Regions from separate parts of the Sus scrofa genome. Here region 2 is linked to region 1. The links are chromatin contacts, called in public promoter capture Hi-C maps. All regions are on one chromosome and are shown on one strand. Each heading gives the region's core, a stretch centred on a gene start, on an enhancer-like site or on the middle of the called end of the contact. The rest is flanking DNA. Distances are from core to core; before and after follow the strand shown.

Evidence for each region. Promoter capture Hi-C pulls out the DNA fragments that hold promoters and counts their contacts.
Region 2: a promoter capture Hi-C map of fetal liver shows a contact between it and region 1, with 2.5 times the contacts expected there. The contact joins the promoter of SFMBT1 here to the promoter of PHF7 in region 1. A contact is called at or near these places in 2 of 5 promoter capture datasets (fetal liver and liver).

The regions. Positions count from the first base shown.
Region 1 is chr13:34,550,153-34,556,396 of Sscrofa11.1, reverse strand. PHF7 (PHD finger protein 7) reads right to left here and starts at 2,579. Exons shown (of 11, transcript XM_001928213.4): 1 at 1,927-2,579; 2 at 649-760. The coding sequence starts at 692. BAP1 (ubiquitin carboxyl-terminal hydrolase BAP1) reads left to right here and starts at 2,859. Exons shown (of 16, transcript XM_005669632.3): 1 at 2,859-3,072; 2 at 3,171-3,200; 3 at 3,310-3,364; 4 at 5,151-5,270; 5 at 5,581-5,642; 6 at 5,724-5,866; 7 at 6,129-6,207. The coding sequence starts at 3,356.
Region 2 is chr13:35,177,266-35,183,509 of Sscrofa11.1, reverse strand. It overlaps SFMBT1 (scm-like with four MBT domains protein 1), which reads left to right and starts at 2,436. Exons shown (of 22, transcript XM_021068955.1): 1 at 2,436-2,950.

The sequences.
Region 1 (6,244 bases), core at 1,330-3,829:
ATTTCCCTCAAAATGCCACTGATGGGTCTGATGAAGGACCAAAATAGCTAAAGGCTAAGGCATCAGTTTTCTTTTTCTCTTTCATATTTTTTAAAAGCACAAAACATATCCTTCAACTTACACTGAATTATGTGAGATTATAGCCATCTTTCTCTTCAAGTACTTGTGCTGCCTATGTTGAATGAATGCACGAGCAAACCCCCTTTTATCCTCTTACTATTAATACTTTTAGTTACCTTGAATCCCAGGTGGTACCAAGTTCACAAAACATTATAAAATGATACTAAAATCTACTAAGAGTCTCCTCTTTCTAAGCAATATTCTTCGTTCTTTATAAGCGTTAATCCAATGGATCTACAGAATGCTCTAAAAAGTAGGTGCTATTATTGCATATTTTCCAGATGAGGCCTAAAGAAATGAAGTGACCTGTCCCCTAGTTAGCAAGTGCTAGAGCCAGGATATGAATCTAGGCAGTAGGGACAGCCCTGGGAGGAGAGGTTATTGGATAGCGTATAGGAGACGACTGGTGTGTGCTTCTGCACTAACCAACCCTAGCCTCCATGACCATGCAAAGTGGACAGAAAGGGAAGCATATACTACAGGCCACTGGACAATTGTTCCCAAACTCCCTTATGGTGCCTACTCTACCTCAATCTTTGACGTTTCTTCTTCTTTTCTTTTATAGTCTTCATTCGCTACTGCCTCTCTCTCCTATCTTGAATCTTCTACACTATAATGAGGACAATACAGGATCTTCCAGCTATAAATATAAACAAGTCAGCAATTAAACCTATATTTGGTTATCAAGTTCCACAGGGTCAAAGCAACAGTGCACTTCACCTTCCCATCCATGTGATGGAATAAAAGGGACCCATCCAGTATCAATGCTATAAAGAGCCGGTAATTATTAAATCTTGCCAAGAACTGTTCTGGGCATTTTACATTTAACTCACAAAAATCCCTTGCAATAGGTACCATTTTATCCCCATTTTCCTGATGAGGAGACTGAGGCACAGAGAGGTCACAGAGAGGCACTTGCTCAAGATCAGTTACTGCTATCGCAGAGCCAAATGAGAACTTGGAATTATTGCTTGAACTGGCTAAATGGCTGTGTGTGCCTAGTAAATGCCTGAGGTAGCACTCAGGAAAAACAGCTCCTTTTTCCCCCAGGTATGGGTGCCTTAATTCTGCCCAGAAAAAGTTAGATTAGATAGCACTTTCCTAGGAAAAGGAGCCTCTGGGATTTTGGTTACCCAATGCAAGAACTCCCTCTAGTGAGAGACAACAATGACAAGTTATCCCTTGGCTCCTACCACTTTTCACCAGGCTTAAATGGTCACTGAGGTTTGGCCTGTTTTCAACCTTCCTCTAGATCTGAGCCAAGGGTAAAAGGCCCCATAGTGGAGAAGACACCCTGCCACTCCTCCTCCCACCAATGTCAGCTGATTACAAATTCACTTCAAATTCACAGTTTGTATTGGTTAAGGTGGAAATCCCTGAATGGCAAGCGGGATAAAAGAAATAAAATCCACTCCTACGAAGGAAGGACTGTGTCTACTCAAAGGAGAGAAGGACAGCATTTCTTAAGAGAGCTGAGTGAATCAGGTCACTCCAGGAACACACACTCCGCATCCATGTCCTCAGAGCACAGCTGGAGAACATGAACATCTTTAGGGACCACTATTCTGCACAAACTAGTTACTCCTCAGGCAACTAGCTGTTCAGAAAACTAAGGCTCCATCTCCTCTTCTAATCCACGAGTGCCACTTGCATTGGTAAATGATATTTGATGGCTTCTTACTCAACAAAAGCCCTTAGACAGACTGGAAGAGGAGAAAGAAGGGTGTGCACTAGGGGATCCACTTGGCTATTGTGCAAGTCCCAGTAAGTGGGGGAGTCCCGCACATCTAGCAATAGAAATAAAACCTTGAAACTTCAGTTCTTTGCATCGCTGGACAAGACGTTCCTTGAATGGGATTCTGAGCACACTGGTAGTTACAGGAAGACGCAACAATCTTCAAAGCGTGTGATGAGAGACGTTGCAGATGCTGGCTTCCACAAGCTGCTCAGTCCGAGGTTTGCTACCGAGCGGATGCTCCCTTGAAACGGTGACCAAATTGTTTCACTGGCTAAGTGCTGGGTAAAAGCTTGTTGAAAAAATTAAAAATAAATAAGCGTGTTCGGCCCCGCCGCCGCAAGAATAAACAATGGTTTATTTGGAAAATACGTATCGGTGTGGCCACAAGCGGCCCCCGGAGGTAACAGCCGGAGAAGGGGCTCAAGGAGCATCCCATAGATGCCGGACCAGGCTCATGTCGCGCCTGCCGGGCGGCTGGTACGGGGCCGGGCCGGAGGTCGCCTCCGCCGCTTGCTCCTCACGGTAGCACACCGCCTGCAGCTACCGGCCGGGGCCGCTCGCCCAGCTGTCGCCGAGGGAGCCGCTGTCCTGGAGCTTTATTCGTTGTCACAAGCCGTGGTTGCTACCTCACGGGCGGCCGCCCCGCGCGGTGACTGCGCCGGCGAAGGGGGCGAGCGCGCAAACGAGAGCCGGGTCACGCGGACTGTAACCCAGGGAAACTGCGTTCACGGGGACCACCGCTGCACTGACCGTTGGCAAGGAAGGATCGCTAACGGCCGCGAGCTAACGGCCGCGCGCCCGCCCCTCCCCGCCCCTGCTTCTCGCGCCACCGGCGTACCCACTCCGCCCCCTCCGCTCGGCCCCGCCCCATCTCGCCCCGCCTTTTCCTCGCGCGCCTCTGGTACTCAACACCGCCCTCGCTCCTCCCCTTCCTCTTGCCCCACCCTCCCGCGCAAGCGCCGGCGTCTGGAGTCGAAATCGCGGAAGACGAGCTCAGAAGCGGGGTGGAGACCGTCGCGCCGTGGTGACGTATGCCGCCGGCGCGGGCGGGTGACGCGGCAGGGCCCGTTGTCTGTGTGGGGGGCTAGGAGCCCCGGGGGCGGCGGGGGGCTCCCGGCGGGGGCGGCAGTGGGTCGGGGGGCCTGGACATGGCGCTGAGGGGCCGCCCCGCGGGAAGATGAATAAGGGCTGGCTGGAGCTGGAGAGCGACCCTGGTGAGGAGGGGACTGGGCAGGCCGGGAGCTGGGGAGGCCGGGTGGGTCCGGGATGCGCCTTTCTGACTACCACCCGCTCTTCTTGTCGCTCCACCCAGGCCTCTTCACCCTCCTGGTGGAAGATTTTGGTAAGAGCCTCTCCTACCCGCCAGTTCTGGGCTGTGGGGGCCCACTCCTGCGCCCTTGCTCCATAGCCAGGGGCTGCCCTTCCCCACTTATTTTCTTCCCTGATCGCAGGTGTCAAAGGGGTGCAGGTGGAGGAGATCTATGACCTTCAGAGCAAATGCCAGGGGTGAGTGGCTTGGCGCCAGGGCCGCCCCTTACACCCCAAGGGCTAGGGAGGGGCCCGGGAGAGAGTGCGCCTCAAGGAAGGGAGTACCAGTAGCCCCAGTTTGTAAAATCTCATATAAGGAAGCATCCCTCCTCTTTGGGTGTCCTCCTGATGAAGCCAGTACTGTATTTTTGTTTCCCCCAGTTTTCCCTCAGTACTTCCCTTTGGATGGTAGCCTCTTTCCCCCAGTTCAATTCCTAACGTCTTTTGGAATAAATTTAGTTGCTCTTTTGACTTTCCTGCCAGAAACCCCACTCACTTGACCTAGGTCATATGTTGCCTTTTTGTGCAGCTGTAATTTATTACTGCTTTAATGTGCTCGTGTGCCAGTGGTTTTAATCTCCACATAGGGGTCTCGTCTAGATTGGCTGGTGTGTGACATCTGACAAGGCATCTTTCTGGGTGACCATCTTCAGGGTCTTGTCTTGGTGGTCCTGTAGAATAGAGGTGTGGAGGAACAGCTACAGTGACTAAACGGAGAAGTCTGCTTTTATTTCGCAGGAAAGAAGGGACTGATACGGGTTTTCATTTACTTCCCTGACAGCACTGGGACTTGGGCCCTGGGCTTCACAAGTGTGAATCAGTGTTTAAATTCCTCATCACATTTTTTTGTTCTAGCCTTACCATCTGTTGCCACCTGGTCCTGGGCCATTGGTTCCAGTTTTTCTTTTCTTATCCCAGAACTGTATACTTTATAAGGATACTGGATGGACTCCTGGAGCACCACAGCCAGAAGCTGATACTTGACTGCCTCCAGTGGGCTTCTGGGGAGTGAGGGCTCAGGGCCACTTTGGGCATTGCTGGGAAGAAGCCAAGGGAGAGATGGGATCACAAGACAGGCACCTGAGTAGTAATGTGGTGCAGAGGAATAGGGAAGAGGAAAGGGGGTACAGATTGCCTTCCACCATTTGACTGGTCTAGCTCTATGCCTTACTTTCCCCAGCCCTGTGTATGGATTCATCTTCCTGTTCAAATGGATCGAAGAACGCCGATCCCGTCGCAAGGTCTCTACCTTGGTGGATGATACATCTGTGATTGATGATGATATTGTGAATAACATGTTCTTTGCCCACCAGGTCTGCTGGGCTCTGTGTTCTTTCTGGAGGGTGGGGTGCTATCATTTTCTTCACTTGGAAGGTGGGGGAAGGCAGAAGGAGGAGATAGGCAGACACCATAGGTGGTGGTTACAGAAGTCCCTTGGTAGAAGGAACTGAGCTCTTATTCATAAAAAAAGGGGGGCCTCGGGAGTTCCCTTTGTGGAACATTGGAAATGAATCTGACTGGTATCCGTGAGGATGAGGGTTCGATTCCTGGCCTCGCTCAGTGGGTTGGGGGTCCAGTGTTTCTATGAGCTGTGACGTAGGTTGCAGATGTGGCTCAGATCCCACGTTGCTGTGGCTGTGGTGTAGGCCAGAAGCTGTAGCTTCAATTCGACCCCTAGCCTGGGAACTTGTATATGCTGTGGGTATGGCCCAAAAAAGCAAAAAACCAAAACAACAACAACAACAAAAAAAACGGGGGTGGGGGTCGGGGGAACCTTTTTAGGACAGGGTGGTATCTGAGTCCATTCTCCATGTCCCCTGACAACTGATGGGTAATTAGGTGAATGAACAAATACTGGGTAAAGATGAGGGGAGTTGGTGAGGATTGTCCAGATATGGCTGTCCCTCTCTGGGTCCCCATTTCTGATGAGTATGGGTTTGGGATGAGGGATGCTGTGTATGGGTGACTGTTCCTTGTTTCACAGCTGATCCCCAACTCTTGCGCCACTCATGCCCTGCTGAGTGTGCTCCTGAACTGCAGCAGTGTGGACCTGGGGCCTACCCTGAGTCGCATGAAGGACTTCACCAAAGGCTTCAGCCCTGAGGTAGGCTGCAGTGCCTTAATCCTCCTTCATAGCTGGCTAGGTAGAGCCACTGGTAATGTTACTACATAGCGCTTCTCACTGTGAGGCTTTTCCCTTTTCAGACCATATTTATGTTACATTTGACTGGTGAATTAGTCATGTAAAGCAGTTTTTTTTAAGGCCCATCTTTTGGGGGCTCCAGAGTCAGGAGAGTCCACCTGTGTTTCTTCAAGTTCTTGGAATGCCTCTAGGCCTGCTCTCCTGAGCTCTGTTTCCCACCCAAGACCTACCTAGAAGTTGCTCTGATGTGATCTTATTTTCTTCCTTCTAGAGCAAAGGATATGCGATTGGCAATGCTCCGGAGCTGGCCAAGGCACATAATAGCCATGCCAGGTGTGTGGGAACTTGGGAGCTGATGGGGTGGAGGCGAGGAAGAGTTGTCCCATTCTGGGCACTGACTGTGTCCTTTCCCAGGCCCGAGCCACGCCACCTCCCTGAGAAGCAGAATGGCCTTAGTGCAGTGCGGACCATGGAGGCATTCCACTTTGTCAGCTATGTGCCTATCACAGGCCGGCTTTTTGAGCTCGATGGGCTGAAGGTCTACCCCATTGACCATGGTAGGCAGCCTGAGTTGGGGGCCTATTGGGTTTTTCTGCTCACCACCTAAGGAGTTGGGGTTCAGGGTCCTCAGGTACTTGGGACCCAGTGGCAGGGGGTGGGTCTTGAGAACATCTGGTTTTGGCTGGATGGCACCGTGCGCTGCATTGTCTGATCAGCCCCTGATTCTCTGGCTCAACTGCTCTCCATCCTCTTTCCCTCTCCTGGCCTGCCCAAACTCAGGGCTTCCCACCTTCTGACTCCACATCTTGGTTTCCCCAGGGCCCTGGGGGGAGGATGAGGAATGGACAGACAAGGCCCGGCGGGTCATCATGGAGCGTATCGGCCTTGCCACTGCAGGGTAAGAGTCCTGTTCCCCTGCTACCTTTGGAGCTGTG
Region 2 (6,244 bases), core at 1,187-3,686, 630 kb before region 1:
TTAACAGCTGCCCAAATTTCTAAGCAGCAGAGAAGTTGAGGAGCTAGCACGCCTGGCTTGTGGTCTAGCTCTGCCTCTCACTGAGTGACCTGGATACTCCCAGTTTGCTCTTTGTCCATAGAGAATGTCATGACTTACCCTGGGGGATATTGCAAGGGGTAAAGAAGATGTCCTGCATGTGCACACATGCCTACACCCACACAGGGCCCTGCATAAGGCAGACTCTTAAATGGTAGTTTTCAACTGTTTCAACTTGTGGCTCTGCTCTTCCTCTTCCTTAGAGGTCATGAAAGTGAGCAGTGGAGAGAGGCTGGAGTTAATGAGGGAGCTTGCTTCTGTGTCAGTTTTTAAATATTTGAATAGATGGAAAGATATAGCACATGTCCTGGTTGGGAAAATGAACTATTATAGAATAGTTGATCTGTTTAAATTAATTCATAGGTTTAATGTAACTCCATGCAAAATCCCATTTTCTTTGGAACTAAAAATATCAGTGACAACACAACATTGTAAATCAACTATACTTTAATAAAATAAATTTTTAAAAATATCAGCAACAACAGCTGACATTTACTGAGTATACACTATGTGCCAAGCTTTGAGCTTGTGAGGCAAGTGTTACTCTAATCCCCATTTTATAGACAAAGACCCTAAGGCCTAGAAGGGATACGCATTTCCAAGGTTATTGGGCTGGTGAGTACTGAATCTGGATGATCCCATCTCCAGCATTCTTAATGCCTGTACGATTATCCTAGAATGTATATGGACTTAAACTGGTCTGAATATCAAGTGATATTCTGAATAAAATAAAAATCCATTAGGGGAATATCTAGACCTACCAGATGTGAGAACCTATTTTAAAGAACTAATATTTAGATCCACATGGTATTTGTTCAAACCAAAATCTGTGAAAGGAAATGGAAAATTCAGAAATAGACCAACCAAAATCAAAAGTCTAGCATAAAAGATTTTAATAAGCAAAGGATAAGGAAAGAATTATTTAATAAATGGCGACTCCATAAGCAAAAAAAAAAAAAAAATTGGTGATGGCGGTAGTTAGTTAAATCCATATTTGATACCACATGGCAAAATAAACTTATCATGGATAATTGCCAAATAATTAAATATAAAATTAAATTGTGCAAGAGTTTCTGCTGTAGTGCAATGGGATTGGTGGCATCTTGGGAGCCCTAGGACACAGGTTCAATCCCAGGGCTGGCACAGTGGGTTAAGGATCCAGTGTTGCTGCAGCTGTGGCTTAGGTTGCAACTGGGGCTTGGATCTGATCCTTGGCCCTGGAACTCCAAATGCCAGGAGTGGTCAAAAAAGACTAAGTAAATAAATAAAATTGTAGAAAATCAGTGGAAAAATACACTATCAGATGGGTGGAAGAAAGCTCGCTTCATCAGCATTGGAGCAATTAAAAAAATCACAAGAGACTAGCATGACAGATTGAATAAAACAAAAAAAGAACAATGGACTGTCACTTTGGATCACTGACAACATAGGAACAATATAACATAAAAAAATGCTTATTCGAAGTTAGAAGAGGTTCAAGTCCCCAAAAGATGAATAGACATGAACAGATCATTTATAGAAGGGAAATACAGATAGTAAATGCAGGGATAAACATTTACTGAGAAATACTGAAGTAACCTTGAACTACCAACAGACACTGCTAAAATAGGGGAGAAAAAAGATGGTACCCAAGGCTTAGAAATGTGTATTAAACTCTTTACACTTGTTCCTGGGAGGTGGAGAATGAGTAGGGCAGCAGCTCTTTGGTAAGTCCTCTGGCACTGTGGGGCAAGCCCACCTCGCCCTTCCTTGCTTAGCCTTTCATCTGGGTATTTAACTGCCAGGAATCTATCCCAAAGGCAGAACTAAGGGATGTGTTAGTAAACAATTGTAAGGAACCAAAATAGGCAATGGTAGGAGACTGACTGAATGGATGAAGATATCTGCACACATTAAAAATGCATCATGTGAACAAAAGAAAAATGTTAGTGATGGTAGCAAACACAAAAGACAATGTGTGGTTGCTACTATGTAAAGACGTGTAGGTGGGTGGAAGGTTTAATGTGTGAAAAGTTTCATGTATTATGGATACTACTTTACTCTTTTTGCATTTTTCTTCCTCCCTGGCTGTCATATTGTCTTTTCAGGGGCAGTTAAAATATCCAGCCAGCAGCGTGCCTGTGAGCAACTCTGTAAAGTGGGGTATTATTTCCCAGCGCAGACTTGAACCGCATTTGGCACCCCTGAATTCCTTGCGGTGGGGATGACTCCTCCACCTTGAAAGGCAGCAGTGATCAGCGCCCATCGGAGCCCTCCTCTCAGGACCGGGAGTCCGAGCACTCCCAGGTCTCCGAGGCTCGGGCACTTCCTTCTCTCTTCCAGAGCAGGTGGGGACGGGCGAGTGTCCCACCAGCACCTGTGTTCGGTGGGTAAGGGGCGAACGAGCTCGGAGAAGTAAACCGCAAGTGGGCACCTCGGGTTGCGGGGCCGGTTCATAGTCACTAAGGAGCTACTGTCTCGACCCCGGGGCCCTGCTCTCCCGCCCGATTTAGACAGCCGTCTCTTGCCACCTCGCCAGGGCCCCGAGCGGCAGGAAAACTCGGATTTACAGGGCGCCTCCTGCGGAAGCCTAGAAATACCGGGTGCGCCGCGGGGCTCCGGTCTGACTTCGCAGTCAGGGGGCAGTTAGGTGCCCTCCCAGGTCTCAAGGGTGCGCCAGATCCCGGACGTGGGCCAGGCGGGCGGACGCAGCCTTCTCCCGCGGCGACACGCGCCTAACTGGGCTCAGGCCGCCGCTCGGTGCGTTCCTGCGCTAATGCCATCTTGCCAGAGGCTGTCACGTGCGGACGACAGCATCGCGCTTCGCCCCGGCCCGAACGCCAAAACCGACATCGGGACGCCACCTGGTTCCCGGGGTTCCATCCAACCCGAGGTGAGGTGAGGGGGCCCTTCCCTCGTGGGTCCGAGCAGGGGCAGCGTGGGCGCTGGGTCCTGGGAGGCGCGTTTCTCCGTCGGGGCCCCAACGCGCCGGGCTGTAGCGCCGTCGGGGGCGGGAGGCGCCACCGCGTGCCCTGTGCCACGGCCCAGGGGGTGTCCAGGGCAAGTTGTGGGCTGGAGCATGCCGGGCGGCGGCGGCGGGTGGCTCTGGACCCCCAGGACTTAAGTCTGCAGTCGCCTCGCCTCCGGCACAGGTCCCGCGGGGCGGGCAGACGCGCGGGAGGGCTTGGAGAGGCCGGGCCGGGGGGCGCCACACGCGCGGCGCGAGGGGCGCCGGCTGCCGGGAGGAGCGCGGATGGTGGGGGGGGCGCGGGCGCATGCGCCCTGCGCCCGTGCCATATTGGAATGAGTCGGAGTGCGGAGCGCCGCGGCCGCCGCCTCCGCCGGAGCGCGGGTGGAGGGGGGCGGGGAGAGCTGCCTGCCGCCCCGCTCCGCGGAGCCCAGCAGGAAGGAGGGCGCGAGCGGGCGAGCGCAGGCGGCGCGAACGGAAAAAGCGTCCGCGCGGGCGAACGAAAAGAAGGAAAGAAAGAAAGAAAACGAGCGCGAGAGGGGAAAAGCGAGCTATTGAGAGAGCGAGCGCGCGAAAACTCCCGGCAGGTAAAAAAGCGGGGCTGCCGGCTGGGCCTTCCCGCGCGGCGGCCTGAAGGGGCGGCGGCGGCGCGGGGACTGGGGACTGCCTGCTGGCCCCTTCTAGGCGGCCGCGCAACTTTGCCAACGAAAATCCGCCGGGAGCCGGCGGCCGGCGGGCGCGCGGGCTGAGGCGCCAACGGGCGGCGGCGGCACGTTGGGGGCGGGGGCGGGGCGGGGGGAGCGCGACGCCCGCGCGCGGCCTGGCGCGCCCCCGAGGCCCCGCGCGCTGGCCGGCCGGGAGGCAGGAGCGCGCCTGGGCGCCTCGCCGCGGTAGCGAGACGCGGCCGGCCGTCTCAAGCCGGCAGCAGGGCGCACGGCAGCCCCCGGGCGTGAAAGGAAAGTGGCCAGTCGGCCGCACCGGGGGCGCCCAAGTTCCCTGGCGCGCTGGGCCCGCCGCGCGCCCCTCCCCGCGCGTCCCACGCTCCCGCCCGCCGAGCCCCCGCGGACCCGCCCCCCGGGCTCGCTCCGGGGCCGGGACGCGAACCCGCAGCAGGACTCGGGGGCGCGCCGCCCGCGCAGCGGTCCGAACTTCACAGGGCCAAGGCGGCCACGGCGCAGAGGTGAAGCGTCTAGCGGCCGCCGCAACCGGTTGCTTCGGCCAGCGTGGTGGAGTGCGCCGGGCCTCCCCTGCGCGGCGCGAGCTGGCCGTGGGCTCGCCAGGAACCCGCCCCCGGCCCCAGCTGGACCTGCCGCTCCGGAGGTCCGTGACCGTTTCGATTTCTGTCCTTAAAGTCTGGTTTTGGACCTTGAAGGAAGCTGTAGAGAGGCGAGCAGAGTGTTCTGAAAAGCCAGGCCTGCTTTGTGGGAAGTAGAAACGCCTTGTGAGAACAGAGATAAATTCCCGCGGAAAGGATGCAATGTTAAGTTTTTCACAAGATGTCAGCTGCTCCCTGGGGTCTGAAACTGAGCCGTAAAGCACAGGTCACCTGCACCGTCTTCTTATGCGTTGGGAGTGGTGTAGCACACCCTTATCAGGGACAGGTTTTTTAATTTAGTGGGGGTTTTTCCCAGCGGGTTACTCAAAGCCATGCGGGTGGACCGCAGCGAGCGAGGTTTCCTGAGTCCTACTTAGAAGTAATATAGTCTTGAGAGCCAAGAAACATCAAAGAGATTTGAAGGGAAATAAGATGAATTTTATCAATCCCTGCTTGTACTTTCTCCTCTGGAACCACATTTTTAAGATGTCACACTTTATTGCCTTGCAAGTAAAATGCCTGAAAATGTAGTTGTTCATTGGTCTACTGTCTTGAGAAGAGCAGAAAATGAGTGTCTTCTTGTGTACGTTTTGGGGCCTTTTGGCCTGGTTTTTTGAGGGGTATGTTGAATCTTTCTAGGCCACAGGTAGATTTCAGAGTTGAGATTTGTTTATAATGTCAGAGAACTAACGGCCTGGTGGAAACGGGAGTGGCCCAAGATCAGGAAACAGTTCTGTAACTACTGTTGTCATTGACTAGCTGCCTTATCTCAGGTATGGAGTATGTTTCTTCCCCTTTATAGATTTGATTTTTCTTATTGCACAATTGGAGGATGAATAGGTCATCATTCTGCATGCTTTCAGTTCTAAAATTTGGTGACTGTTTAAAGTTAAAATTTAAAAAATCTTGGTCTATACTTTGAAAGATTCTGCATAAAAGTGCTCACAATGTGCATCTTTATTAAAATACATTTGAAAAAATATTTTGGAAACTCTAGAGTGATTTTTATGTAATTTACTATTTGGAAAGATAGTTCAAATGTATTTAAGTATTTTTTGAGATACATATATTTATATATGGATATATATTGATTGATTTACTAAGGTCTAACAGTTCTTATGGTTTTTTACTATCTAGAATAACTAAAAATTCTGACCTGGGAATTTTTAGTCAGAAGATGACTTTTTAGTTGAGGCAGTGCTTTGCAGGTTTGGATGTGTGGTTGTTGGCATGGTGGTGGACATGGGCCTGGTATTAATTTGTTATTTCCCATTTTTTTGAATACAGGTATATTAGCAGACAGTAGGTTTGAAGGATGAATCATGAACTTTCCCAACAAATCAAATTTAGGGTGTCAGTAGATGAATCAGTTCCTTAAAGCTTAGAAGTTGCTGAGAAAATTAAATGAAAATTGATATTTAAAAAATTCAGTGAAGTAAAAAATGTGGGCATAATGCTTTAATAACATTTTTTTTGTTGTTGTTGTTTTTTTGTTTTTTTGTTTTTTTGCCATTTCTTGGGCCGCTTCCTCGGCATATGGGAGGAATGATTAGTTCCCAGGCTAGGGGTCTAATCAGAGCTGTAGCTGCCAGCATATGTCAGAGCCATAGCAACGCGGGTTTGGAGCCATGTCTGCGACCTACACCACAGCTCACGGCAACACTGGATCCTTAACCCACTGAGCAAGGCCAGGGATCGAACCTGCAACCTCATGGTTCCTAGTTGCATTTGTTAACCACTGTGCCACAGTGGGAATTCCCAGCTTTAATAACCTTTTAAATGAAAGCATTTAACTTGATTTATATATACAGAATACTTGCCTGGTTTATCACGTCATTAAGATTCTAGCGATGTGGAGTTCCCTGATGACTCAACGGGTTAAGGATCTGTTGTTATCTCTGCTG